Linked DNA regions of Hordeum vulgare: all the other regions are linked to region 3. The links are chromatin contacts, called in public Hi-C maps. All regions are on one chromosome and are shown on one strand. Each heading gives the region's core, a stretch centred on a gene start, on an enhancer-like site or on the middle of the called end of the contact. The rest is flanking DNA. Distances are from core to core; before and after follow the strand shown. Region 1 holds the start of LOC123398845 (serine/threonine-protein kinase STY8-like). Region 2 holds the start of LOC123399097 (exocyst complex component EXO70A1-like). Region 3 holds the start of LOC123452866 (transcription factor LHW-like).

Region 1 (3,524 bases), core at 785-3,284, 540 kb after region 3:
CATATTACATTCAGCTTGGGGCTCCTCAAAAACTAAAGCGTCAGATAACGGTGCATGAGTACCTTACAGAGAGATCATCACCATCATCAGCCCCTTCGTCAGATGCATCAGAGCCATATGCTGAATCCATGTCTTCAACCTTTAACCAAAGTTGAGAGTAAATTCCACAACTTCAATTTATATTGATGATACTAAAGGTAAACAATCAGTAATGGACAGGACAAACATGTATAAGAGAGAGAGAGAAATGGGTAGAAATATAGAAGCTAAGGAACCTTCTCTGTTGACAATCATTCCATCTAAATCATGAGATATCAAAATAATTATATGCACACTCAACTAAGGCACTGTATTAGCCAAACAAACGTGCTTCACATCAACAATATAGCATGTATCAAGCTTCACAAGTCACCTGTCCTATGACAATTTGCACCACAATAATTAACTATCATGTATTATGGTATGACAGCTTAAGTCGCTTATGTACCAATATTCATCTGATACAAAATTTCTACTATCAGGGGCAGGCGGAGACATAGGGCCAGTGATAATGGCATCACCATTTCATTCCAACTAAAATTAGCCAAACAATAACACCGAGGGAGTGTTTCTCCAGAAGAATCATATGTAACTACTAGCTAGAATCCAACAAGCATCCACTAGCCAATAAAGGAAGGTACAGTTGTCACGTAACACTAATTAGTTGCTTGTAGAAAATCCAACCAACATAAGAGCTTTACCCTCAAGAAACGGACGCGGAAAGCAGGGCGCCTCAGAGGATCCTTTGCTTCCGCCAAGACCTTCTGATGGACCAAGACATCTGCTGATTTGTCGACATTGATATCAAGTTGATAGCTACAGAATGACAAAAACAAAGATGAACCAATATTAGCCCTATGAGTGTACAAAAGACAAAGAAGAAATAATTAACTGGCCTAGGAATACTGAATCCTAAATAATGACCTCAACAGCTTCATTTCCTGATATGAGGTGGTGGTATAAAAAAGGGAACAACTCCCACAGAGAAGAGGATTTGCAAATGGTGAATACGAGAATAACACAAGAATTTAACCAACAATTCATCCATTCTATACGAACATAAAATACCACATAACCAGAAGCATAACAGACCAGCAGCCAAGTAAAGGGCAAGCGTCCAGAACAAGAACTCCTTTCTGGAAGATAAGGATCTGAATGCAGTAATATTCACTTGATTTACCTCGAAGCTTAGCTTAAGCCCAGAGGAGGCCAGTTCAAAATCGAGTGAGCATAGTAAGACTGCTGATTGTCCAACTCGACATTACTGTAGATAAAATGTAAACAGATCGATTCCCCGAGCAAAAAAATACTGAGTCGGTTCAATTCCGTAGACAAGTCCAACACCACAACACTCCCAGCGAATGAAACACAAGTGAACACTGGAAGCTCGAGTGTCACCGGGGCAGCAGTTTTTATATGCTAGCACGATACTAGCCATTAACCATCACGAGACCTAACAGAGAAGCCCAAAACCATCTGAACTGCGCTACCGAGTGACATTGGCAGAGCTAACCGATCACCTGAATGGAAGCCGCGCGAAATGGGCCTCGAGCTGGACGCGGAAGTCGGGGCCTGCCGCCTCCTCGTTGCCGTCGGCGACGAGCCGCTCGAACACCTGGGTGCAGATGTCGCGGGGGGCTCCCCCGCCTCCGCCGCTCCCGCCCGACACGGCAGGCGCGGGCGGCGCGCTACGCGGAGGAGAAGAGCTCTCCCCCACGCCCTCCTCCACGCCCCCACCCTCAGCTGCCACTGCCATCCCCCCGCAAACCCTCCGCCGCCGCCCGAGCGGGTCAACCGGCGCGCATCGTCCGTCCCCTCCAAGCTCCGGCGCTCATCTAGGGTTCCGTCCCGCTCAACCGACGGCGTGTTCTAGAAGGTTCGCGGGTTGGTGGGCACTACTGGGTAGTTGGAGCACTTAAGGGAGAAGGATAGGAGTGGGGGAGGGGGAGAAAGAAGAGGAAGACGATGATGGCTCGAGTGAGTAGGCGCGAGGTGTGGGGAAGTAAATTTGATGCCATACCAGGGTTGAAATGGTCTTTCCGTGGCGACGAAATGCCCCACCCTCCGTACGTCCGGCTTCACTCATGGGCTGTTTGGTTGTTTACATTATTTTTGGAATTTTGCATGTTTGTTTGTTTGTTTTATGGGCAACCCTACGCTTCCATCGACGGATTATTTTCAATGATCTGTCACCTTCACAGCCGTTTGATTTTGTGCATTTAGCCGATCTCATTCATCCGATCCGCACGCGGGGCTTTGGCCTAATTACTGAAACGATGCTCGAGTTTCTGAAACAATTGCTTTGTTGCAGTTTTTTTTTCTTTGCGCGCGCTTCGGCTGGGTATCCGGTAATTCCTGAAACAATTGCTTTGTTGCAGTTTTTTTCTCCGCGCGCGTTTCAGCTAGGCACCCGGTAATTCCTGAAACAATGCTTGAGTTTCTCAAACAATCGCTTTGTTGCAGTTTTTTTCTTCCCGCGCGCTGCGGCTGGGCATCCGGTAATATTACTGAAACAACGCTCGAGTTTCTGAAACAATCGCTTTGTTGCAGCTTTTTCTTTCCGCATGTTTTGGCGTTTTCTTCGTTTTTATGTTTTGCAACGTGTGTATTCTTGCGGACGAAAATTTTACAACACAGGTAAAGTTACAGGAAAGAAACACGCTCGTACAGAGGAGCCGGCGGATCGCTCGCGTGCGATCCGTCGGCTGAACGTAAACTTTTCCCTTGTTTTATTAGTTGGGCCTGTTTAAGAAAATGCTGACAAAAATTCAACATTTACTCGTGTTGATTGGCCGTATAGGGTTTGTTGTTTGGTTGACTGCATTTGTGATTTACAAATGAGCACATGTAACACATAACTTTTGACTGTGTGCAAGTAGTTGTCTTGTTCGTCCCTTTAAAATGTGGTGGCTTTACAACCAATTTGCAACACTTCACATCATACAAACACAAAACAACACATCACATAAGAACACCACATCACACAAAAACAATAGAACACATCAGATAAAAACTTACGGTGCATAATAGTAGTATACATAAGTTCAAACAGCACGACGTCTCATGCCCTTGTTGGACCTAGAGTGTTGATCCGTGAGCAAAATATACAAGTTTTGCAGCAAAATGGGAGACGATCAAACGAAGTTCAGACGATCTAGACAAACAAACTAAAGGGCATAGCAGATGTCGCTAATGCAACTATGCTTTGAGCACATGACCCTACAAGTGTTGGAGGTATTTGCATTGTAGATTGCACCTTTGTAAGGACCGGCAATATATCGACCAGAGGAGGGTGAATGGGAGATTCAAAAATTCTTGCGAAACTTTTATTAAATTCCATTCACAGCAACACAGATAAGTAGACAAATGGATCACTGAAGATAAACTGATACAACACAAGCGAAGGTTAACTTAGATGGGGTACTCAAAAAGATTTTCAAAGAACTGAGTGATAATTATTTTCATACAGTAGTTGATTGCATTTG
Region 2 (3,656 bases), core at 928-3,427, 880 kb before region 3:
GTGGAAGTTGACCAAAACCTGACTAAGCATAACTCATTGCTGCATATTTTTTCATTGTTAATGTATTTTCCATAACTCAGGCACTCTCTACATTCACTGACCCTCTTGTTTTCTGCAAGCAGCATTTTCACAATCAGATATAAGTCTTTTGGCAATGATGAGATCACGAGAACCATCTCATGTTAAACCCTCAGCTCAAAGCCTACCTGTAAATTTTGAAGCATGACTGCTGATTTCCATCCTGAACCAATTTCTGAGCTATAGTATGAAGAAGTTGTAATATTCTAGTGGGGATCAGTGTTGGAGTCCTGCAAATAGCAGTTTCCAAGCGTTTGGATGGATGCTCAGAGTGCGCGGAATTCCGTCCATCTGCTTCAGCATCACCATCTGACGCCCATTGAAGCTTTGGAGGCGAACCCAATATAAGATCACCCTCAATAGGTTTGCTGAAAGCAGAGATATAACAGCATAGATGGAAAATGGTATTAGAAGAACTAACGTATTATCTTTGAGGCTAAGGAGAGGTTCAGGAATACAGGAATAGTTCCTCCAGCAATATACAAGGAACCAACAGTTAAGATTTCAGAAATGGGTGTAAATTATCAACCTGTATGTTATCATCAACCGCTTGAATTCTTCCTCGATCATCAGAGAAGACTTAGATAAGAGAACGTTTACATCATTCAGAAATCGTTCTTTACTCGTAAAGTTGTCTCTCAAGGAGAAAAAACCAACAACGTCTTTCAGACGACCCACAGCTTTCAGGTAGCTCTCCAGATCCACATGGGGCCCCCTCAGTATCGTAGCTTCTGCCTAAAGCTCAAAAGGACAACATGCAAATGAAAGTTCCAAACGAAGTAATAAACTAATTTAACAGTGATTACCTGTCTAAAATAGCTCGAAATAGAACAAAATTCGTTGGTGCAAGAGTGCAACTATAACGAATTTAAACATGATTACCTGTCTAAAAAGAGCAGTCTCTGCATAGAAAGTGCTATAGAAATTAATTACCACATGAACAAAACTAACGAAGCTAATCATTCCCTTGCTAGTAAAAGAACAAATGCACTTCACAACTACACCAACATGGTAACTATCTCACCACCAATCTATTATCTATGCGCCTTTAATCACCTCCAAATGTAAAATATGCACGTACCAATCTTTGTTAATGAAAGTCCAAGTCCAAAACTAGTCAAACACATCCTCCAAATGCCAAAGCAAGACAAATTCGGCGCTCTCAATCCCCTCCCAATGCATGCAATGCCTCGGCTCCTTGCCAACCAAACCAAAAGGGGTTACCATCTTTTGTATATACTGGGACTGGGAGAATCAGTTATAGCCTCTGGGGCGTCATCGGTTTCTTTCATCACTTAACAAGGAACAGCGACAGTGTTACATGTAGTCATGTACAGAGAGCCCAAAGGGGGGCAAAACAAAACAATACTTATAAAATGAAGGAAACACTCTACGGGGCAGCAGCAAGCGGACAAACTGCCTGCGATCAGGCACGCAGGCCAGAGCACCGGTTGAGGATGGAAAGCATTCAGGCACGAAGGGGACGAGGAGAGCACGTTCACGCACCTCGCGGACGATGACGACCTGGGCGAGGATGTCGTCGGCGACCTTGATCGCCTTGTCGATGTTCTCATGCGCCATCTGGGTCGCGTGCGCCCTCACCTGCACCACCACCACCCAAAATCAGACGCCCCACGCTCCCGCGGCTCTCCCTCAAATTCGACGAGACGTTGAGACCAAGCGGAAATGGGCACGAGAGTACCTGGATGGGGTGTATGGTGGCCTCGAGCTCGGAGAGGCGCTCGTCGAAGGAGCCGAGGATGGCGACCATGCCCTCCGTGTTCCCTTGGCTGCTCTGCAGCGAGGCCCGGAGCACGCTCACCTGCTGCGCCAGCGCGTCCATCGTCTCCGGAAGCTCCGTTGCCATCGCGACAACCACCCTCCCAGGACCAGGAGTCGACTCACGTTTCAACTGGCCACGCTGTCCCCGCTGCGAAAGCGCTCCGAGAAGAGAAGACTCAAGCAGGAGGGAATGCTGCCGAGAACGAAGAGGGTTGGGGGAGGGGAACGGCGAGGGGTCCCGTGTTCGGAAGGGGCGGTGGTGGGAGGGGATCCTTCCGGAAGGTTCTGGAAGGACAGTGAGATACGAAGAGGCGGTGTTTGCTGCCTTGGTCTCCCGGCCTGTGTTGTGGACCCATATCGCCGCGGAGGAGAGGTGCTATGAGATGCGTGGGTAGGACACTTCCGTGTGGGTCTGCCCTCGGAAGCAGACGGTCCAGATTAGCTTTCCTAGTTTATCATAACGGGCTTTTGCTCGCAGGCCCTACTACACCGGCTTTTGTTTTTAGGCCCAACCTATTACAACGGATTTCCCTTTTCCTTTTTTTACTTTTTCTCGAACAAAAGGGAGGCGCCAAAAGGCACCATGTATTGATATTCATGGAATTCTTACATTCCGGACTGCAAAATCATGAAGATCCAACTTGCCTGGGCTATGAAATCATTGGGCATTAAGCACATGTAAGAGCAGTATTAGAGCATCCATAACCGAACCTCTTATATCCGTTTTAAATGTTCGGACACACCTTCCGGTCACTGACCGACCTAGTCGTGCCCCTTAAACGAGTCTTAAACGTCCAGGCCGATCGACACCCTTCTATCCAGCCCAAATATGAGGCGAATATGGGGCGTCCGAGCATGGCCGCCACGTCGGCTTGATGATGGGGCTCCATGCATGACACGCTCGGAAACCCGACGTTTTAACGGACGCCTCGACCGTCATCGCGTTGTGAACGCCACATGGCGCCGCTCCGGCTCATCGCCCGAGGCCATAGCCGGCTATTTAAACCGTCGGACGTCCCCCAGCCGTAGCACATCCAACTCTTCCCTCCCTCTACTGCCTCCCGAGCCCGTCTGCCTCCTCTCCCCTACTCTTCTACGTTAGTATGGTCCGTCGTAGGATCACCACGTACGCTATACTCATGCCGGAGCGCCGGATGCAGATCGAGGCGGAGATCCAGGCTCGGCGCATAGCCCGCATCCCTGCGGGTGTGCCTCCGGACTCCCTGGAGCCGGAGAAAGAGGAGGAGATGCACGAGGCGATGGAGGAGGACGAGGCGGACGAGCCTTCTCCGGGCTTGAACATGGCGGAGGCAAAATCGGAGTTCGTCGTCGCCCAAGCCGAGGAGATGGCGGAGCATCAACACGCCATCCTTGATTTCATCCGGGATAAGGGTCAGGTGGAGGCCAACCGTAGGCTCATCCGGGAGAGGAAGAAGGAGGCCGACACCCTCTTCGATGAGCTCAACATGGAGATAGCGGCGGAGGAGGCCGCAACGGAGCAACCACAGGCACTAGAGGGGCCACAACGGAGGGTCGGATGGGGTCGAACTGCAACTGCTGCACATTTATTTGCCGGAGGGCACGGAGATCGAAATCTCTAACGAGGTGTAGTTAGCTTTCTACATAGTACATAGGTTTTTTTTGTTTGCATGATTTTGTATGAATTTGAGAATCTTGTAAGAGATGTTTGGATGCAGTAGCGTCTATTTGAGATGTGCCCGGTCACTCCCCGCGGACGCACTCGGACGCGTCCGTGGGCATTTGAAGGGTTATTTTTGCCATATGTGGTTGTAGAT
Region 3 (3,465 bases), core at 113-2,612:
CTTTTGCTTAGCCCTGAATTGTGCTGCCCAAAGATCTTCTTTCACGTAGTATTTTCAAGTATCTGATGTAGTCTTAACCAGCACACCGTTGCATGGTGTCCGTCGTCTCCGCATCCATAGGATGTAGTCTTAATCGGATGGACGAGAGCAACTCTTTCGTCTGTACGTTTTAGCAACTGGTACTTGTTTCCGGAAGTGGCTTTGCAACTAGCTTACCGACACTGGCTCCACACGTATATGTCCACGTTCACTACTAGCGCTCGGCCCCATGTTGTTGTTTGCAACAACAACTTTAAAACATGTTTCTGCAACTTGCAGAACAGAGGCAGCGGCGGCTGCACAAATAGCATGATGTGGTCGAAGATGTTGTTTCAATTTTTTTTCAACAAGGTTGTTGTTGTATAAAATTAGACGCGGCGGCGAAAAATATTGCTACAATTTATGCAACAAAAATCTTGTTATAGAAAATTAAGAAAAAGGTTTTGCAACATGAAACATGTTGCAGAAAATTAAAAACGATAATGTTTTGAGTATGAACATATGATTATAGTTAGAATTAACAGTTAGCACAGGATCAATGGCGAATCTAGCGGGGGGAAGGGGGGCTTCAACAAGCTCGAGTCCCCCCTCCAAAATCGAAAAAGAAAAAATGCTAGTATTTGTACAATTTTTTTTTTGAACTAAATAATTAACAATATTTGACCTTTTAACTTTGACCCCCTTTCATTTCTTCCGACATTCACCACCGCACGGGTGATATGTTGGAGACGAGCACTATTTAACCTAGGTCAAATCTTTTATTCTTAAATAGCTAGTATCCACTAGCTATTTTTTCTAGACATTTAACTATGCCTCAAGAGAAAGTAATGCATGCAAGTCATAAATTACATTATTTTTTACATTACTTTATGCATGCAAGCACCACATCACTAATTCATTCATGTTATTGGGAAGTTATTTCTTGCATTAGATCTTTTATTAAAAATATATGTGTTCGTCGTCGTTTCCACCATTCCTATGTAGCTCACATTTTTATTAAAATGATGTTTTTTTCTTTTTGTACCCTTTATATTTTTTATTTTTAAGCTTAGATTTGCCTTTCATTAATTATAGATATTCTTTAATTACTTTTATGTGTTTTTTTAGCAAGATTTTCGCAGCAATGCGCTCGGGCATACTCTAGTTACTATAGTAGTGGAAAAAAAAAGAAGAGGGGACGAGGGTAATTAGCCCGTGGAATGCCCATCCTGCCTCTCGTGGAGGGAATGATGCCTGCCTCGGGAGCCGCGAGGGCCAAAGGAAAAGGAGGGGCAAGCAAAGAAAGCGACAAAGAAAAAGCCAGAACGAAATTTTACTCTCACACTCACACAGCACAAGCCAAAGCCAAGCACACCCCAAAGAGGCGAGTCCAAGGCTCGCAGACCAGACTAGACCAGAGTGAGAACCAAAGACGCCAAAGCGAAAGCGGAGAAGGAAGAAAGAGAGAGATTGACGAGGACGCGCAGCAAAATCCAATACCACATTGCTCGCTCGCTCGCTCGCCCGCCGCCGTGCGGCTCCGACGCTCCCCCGGGGACTCCGCGCCATTCACCTGCCTGGGAATCTCATCTCTCTGCTGCTGCGCCGTGGTCCCGAGGTCGCCACTGACGCTGGGACCAGCGCCCGTGGGTGTCGGCGAGCCCCACTGATGTCCGCTTGCCTTCGCGCGCCGGCGGCCGACGGAGTAAGTATTGGCGCTCCGCTTGCGGCGGAGAGGAGGGACGGCGTGGTCCGCGCGAGTCAGGCCGGGCGCGCCGGCTCTCGCTGCGCCTAGGGAGGCAGCAGCGTCCTTGTTTGTCTTTTCGTCGCCCTCTCCCCCCGTCGGAGAAGCTAGGGTTTGCTCGTTAGGGTTCCGTTGGGCTGCGGGGATGGCGGTGGGGGAGGCGCTGCGGCGGCTCTGCGAGGAGGTCGGGTGGTCTTACGCCGTCTTCTGGAAGGCCATCGGCGCTGCTGACCCCGTGTAAGCCTTCCATCCTTCTCTTCAACTTTTTTTTTTTGGTCTCACAATCTTCTCCTCCCGCTCGATCTTGCGGAAAATGTTAAACGAACTTCTAGTTTTTCTCCCCCACAGACTTCAGTGTCTTTTGTTTATTTTTCTGGGTTCATAGTCTTCTTGAACATTCCATTTCAGCTAGATTTGCCTCGTACGACTGAAGCGTGCGCGAGGAAAGATTCGTAGATGGGTATATTCCTCAGCAATTACTAATAAGGGGCTCCTTTTCGTTGTGGGAAAGATAGTGCTGGAAAAAGAACGCCCGTACGCTCGGGACGTGTGGGCGTTCACTCATGCTTGCAAACTTAGTAATGCCTTTACAACAAGGAACATGAACCAAAAAGCTACTGCCTTGTCTGTGTAAGTTCGTATTAGCTCCCGAGGCTTAAAAGAGCGTGGATGTGCGAGATGTTGCAATTCCGTGCAAGCTTTTTTTTTTCTGGGGAGAGAGAAATGGGGACACGGTGTGGGGGTCATGGAGGAATACTAGATGCAATGTGAATTAAACTTCTTGATGCGCTGAGAATTTGGGTTTTGTTTGATGATTTGCGCGCATTGTTTTCCCTTGGTCATGTGCAGGCATCTAGTGTGGGAGGATGGCTTCTGTGGCCACGCATCTTGTCCAACTGGATCCGAGGCTTCTGAGGTTGGCTGTGAATCAGGTGGCACCGTGTGCACCCTAGTTAGGAAGGTTATGACATCGCAGGTTCATGTTGTTGGAGAAGGGTAAGGAAGAACCAGGAACATAATCTGTTTGTTACTAGCTAGTACAACGTTCTTGGTTGATTTCTTTTATTGATGGATAGATGCTACAATTTCTGTTTTTTCAGTACCATCGGTCGTGCCGCTTTTACTGGGAGTCATCAGTGGATTATCCATGATACTGCCGATGATCACAGGCTCAGATCCGAGGTATAAATTCTTCTTCATTCTCGTGGTGAACTGATATAAATATGACTGCCACACCTAACATTAGTCATGCCGCAAAACCTTAGGCATGTGTTTGGTTTATTGCCACACTTTTCTAACTACATGGTCCTGATGTCATAGACTCATTTATTTGCCAAATCTTGCCACACCTGTGGTGGCCATTTTATTCACCACACTTTTTGTGGCAGCCACGGTTTGGGTAAGGTTAGTTGTGGCCAACTTGGTCGTGAACCAAACATGCCCGTAACCCTAATTCAGTTGTGTCTGGTTCATTTTTGCCGCCGTGTCACTAATAGCATGCTGTGCAGCAATTTATGTCATCGCAACAATCCTTGTGGGGCTATTTTGTCCTCACACATTTGTTCCTTCTGTGTTGAATTTTTTTGCTTGTAGTGAGTTTGATGTATTGTTCTACCAAATAAGTGGTCACTGGATAAGCTAGTTGCAAAAGCACACAAATGGTATTTGAACTAGTGGAAATCATGTAGAGGTTCTCATTAACA

Evidence for each region. Hi-C and Micro-C count contacts between places; a contact is called where the count stands out from the background.
Region 1: a contact with region 3 is called in a Hi-C map of seedling, with 6 times the contacts expected there. The contact joins the promoter of LOC123398845 here to the promoter of LOC123452866 in region 3. A contact is called at or near these places in 4 of 6 Hi-C or Micro-C datasets (leaf and seedling) and 1 of 1 datasets of contacts at active chromatin or transcription factors (embryo).
Region 2: a Hi-C map of seedling shows a contact between it and region 3, with 2.5 times the contacts expected there. The contact joins the promoter of LOC123399097 here to the promoter of LOC123452866 in region 3. A contact is called at or near these places in 3 of 6 Hi-C or Micro-C datasets (leaf and seedling).

The regions. Positions count from the first base shown.
Region 1 is chr5H:265,650,873-265,654,396 of MorexV3_pseudomolecules_assembly, reverse strand. It overlaps LOC123398845 (serine/threonine-protein kinase STY8-like), which reads right to left and starts at 2,034. Exons shown (of 16, transcript XM_045093292.1): 1 at 1,560-2,034; 2 at 741-855; 3 at 63-139. The coding sequence starts at 1,795.
Region 2 is chr5H:267,073,674-267,077,329 of MorexV3_pseudomolecules_assembly, reverse strand. LOC123399097 (exocyst complex component EXO70A1-like) reads right to left here and starts at 2,177. Exons shown (of 12, transcript XM_045093517.1): 1 at 1,781-2,177; 2 at 1,585-1,680; 3 at 608-813; 4 at 207-446. The coding sequence starts at 1,945.
Region 3 is chr5H:266,193,075-266,196,539 of MorexV3_pseudomolecules_assembly, reverse strand. It overlaps LOC123452866 (transcription factor LHW-like), which reads left to right and starts at 1,362. Exons shown (of 10, transcript XM_045129591.1): 1 at 1,362-1,999; 2 at 2,612-2,758; 3 at 2,863-2,944. The coding sequence starts at 1,908.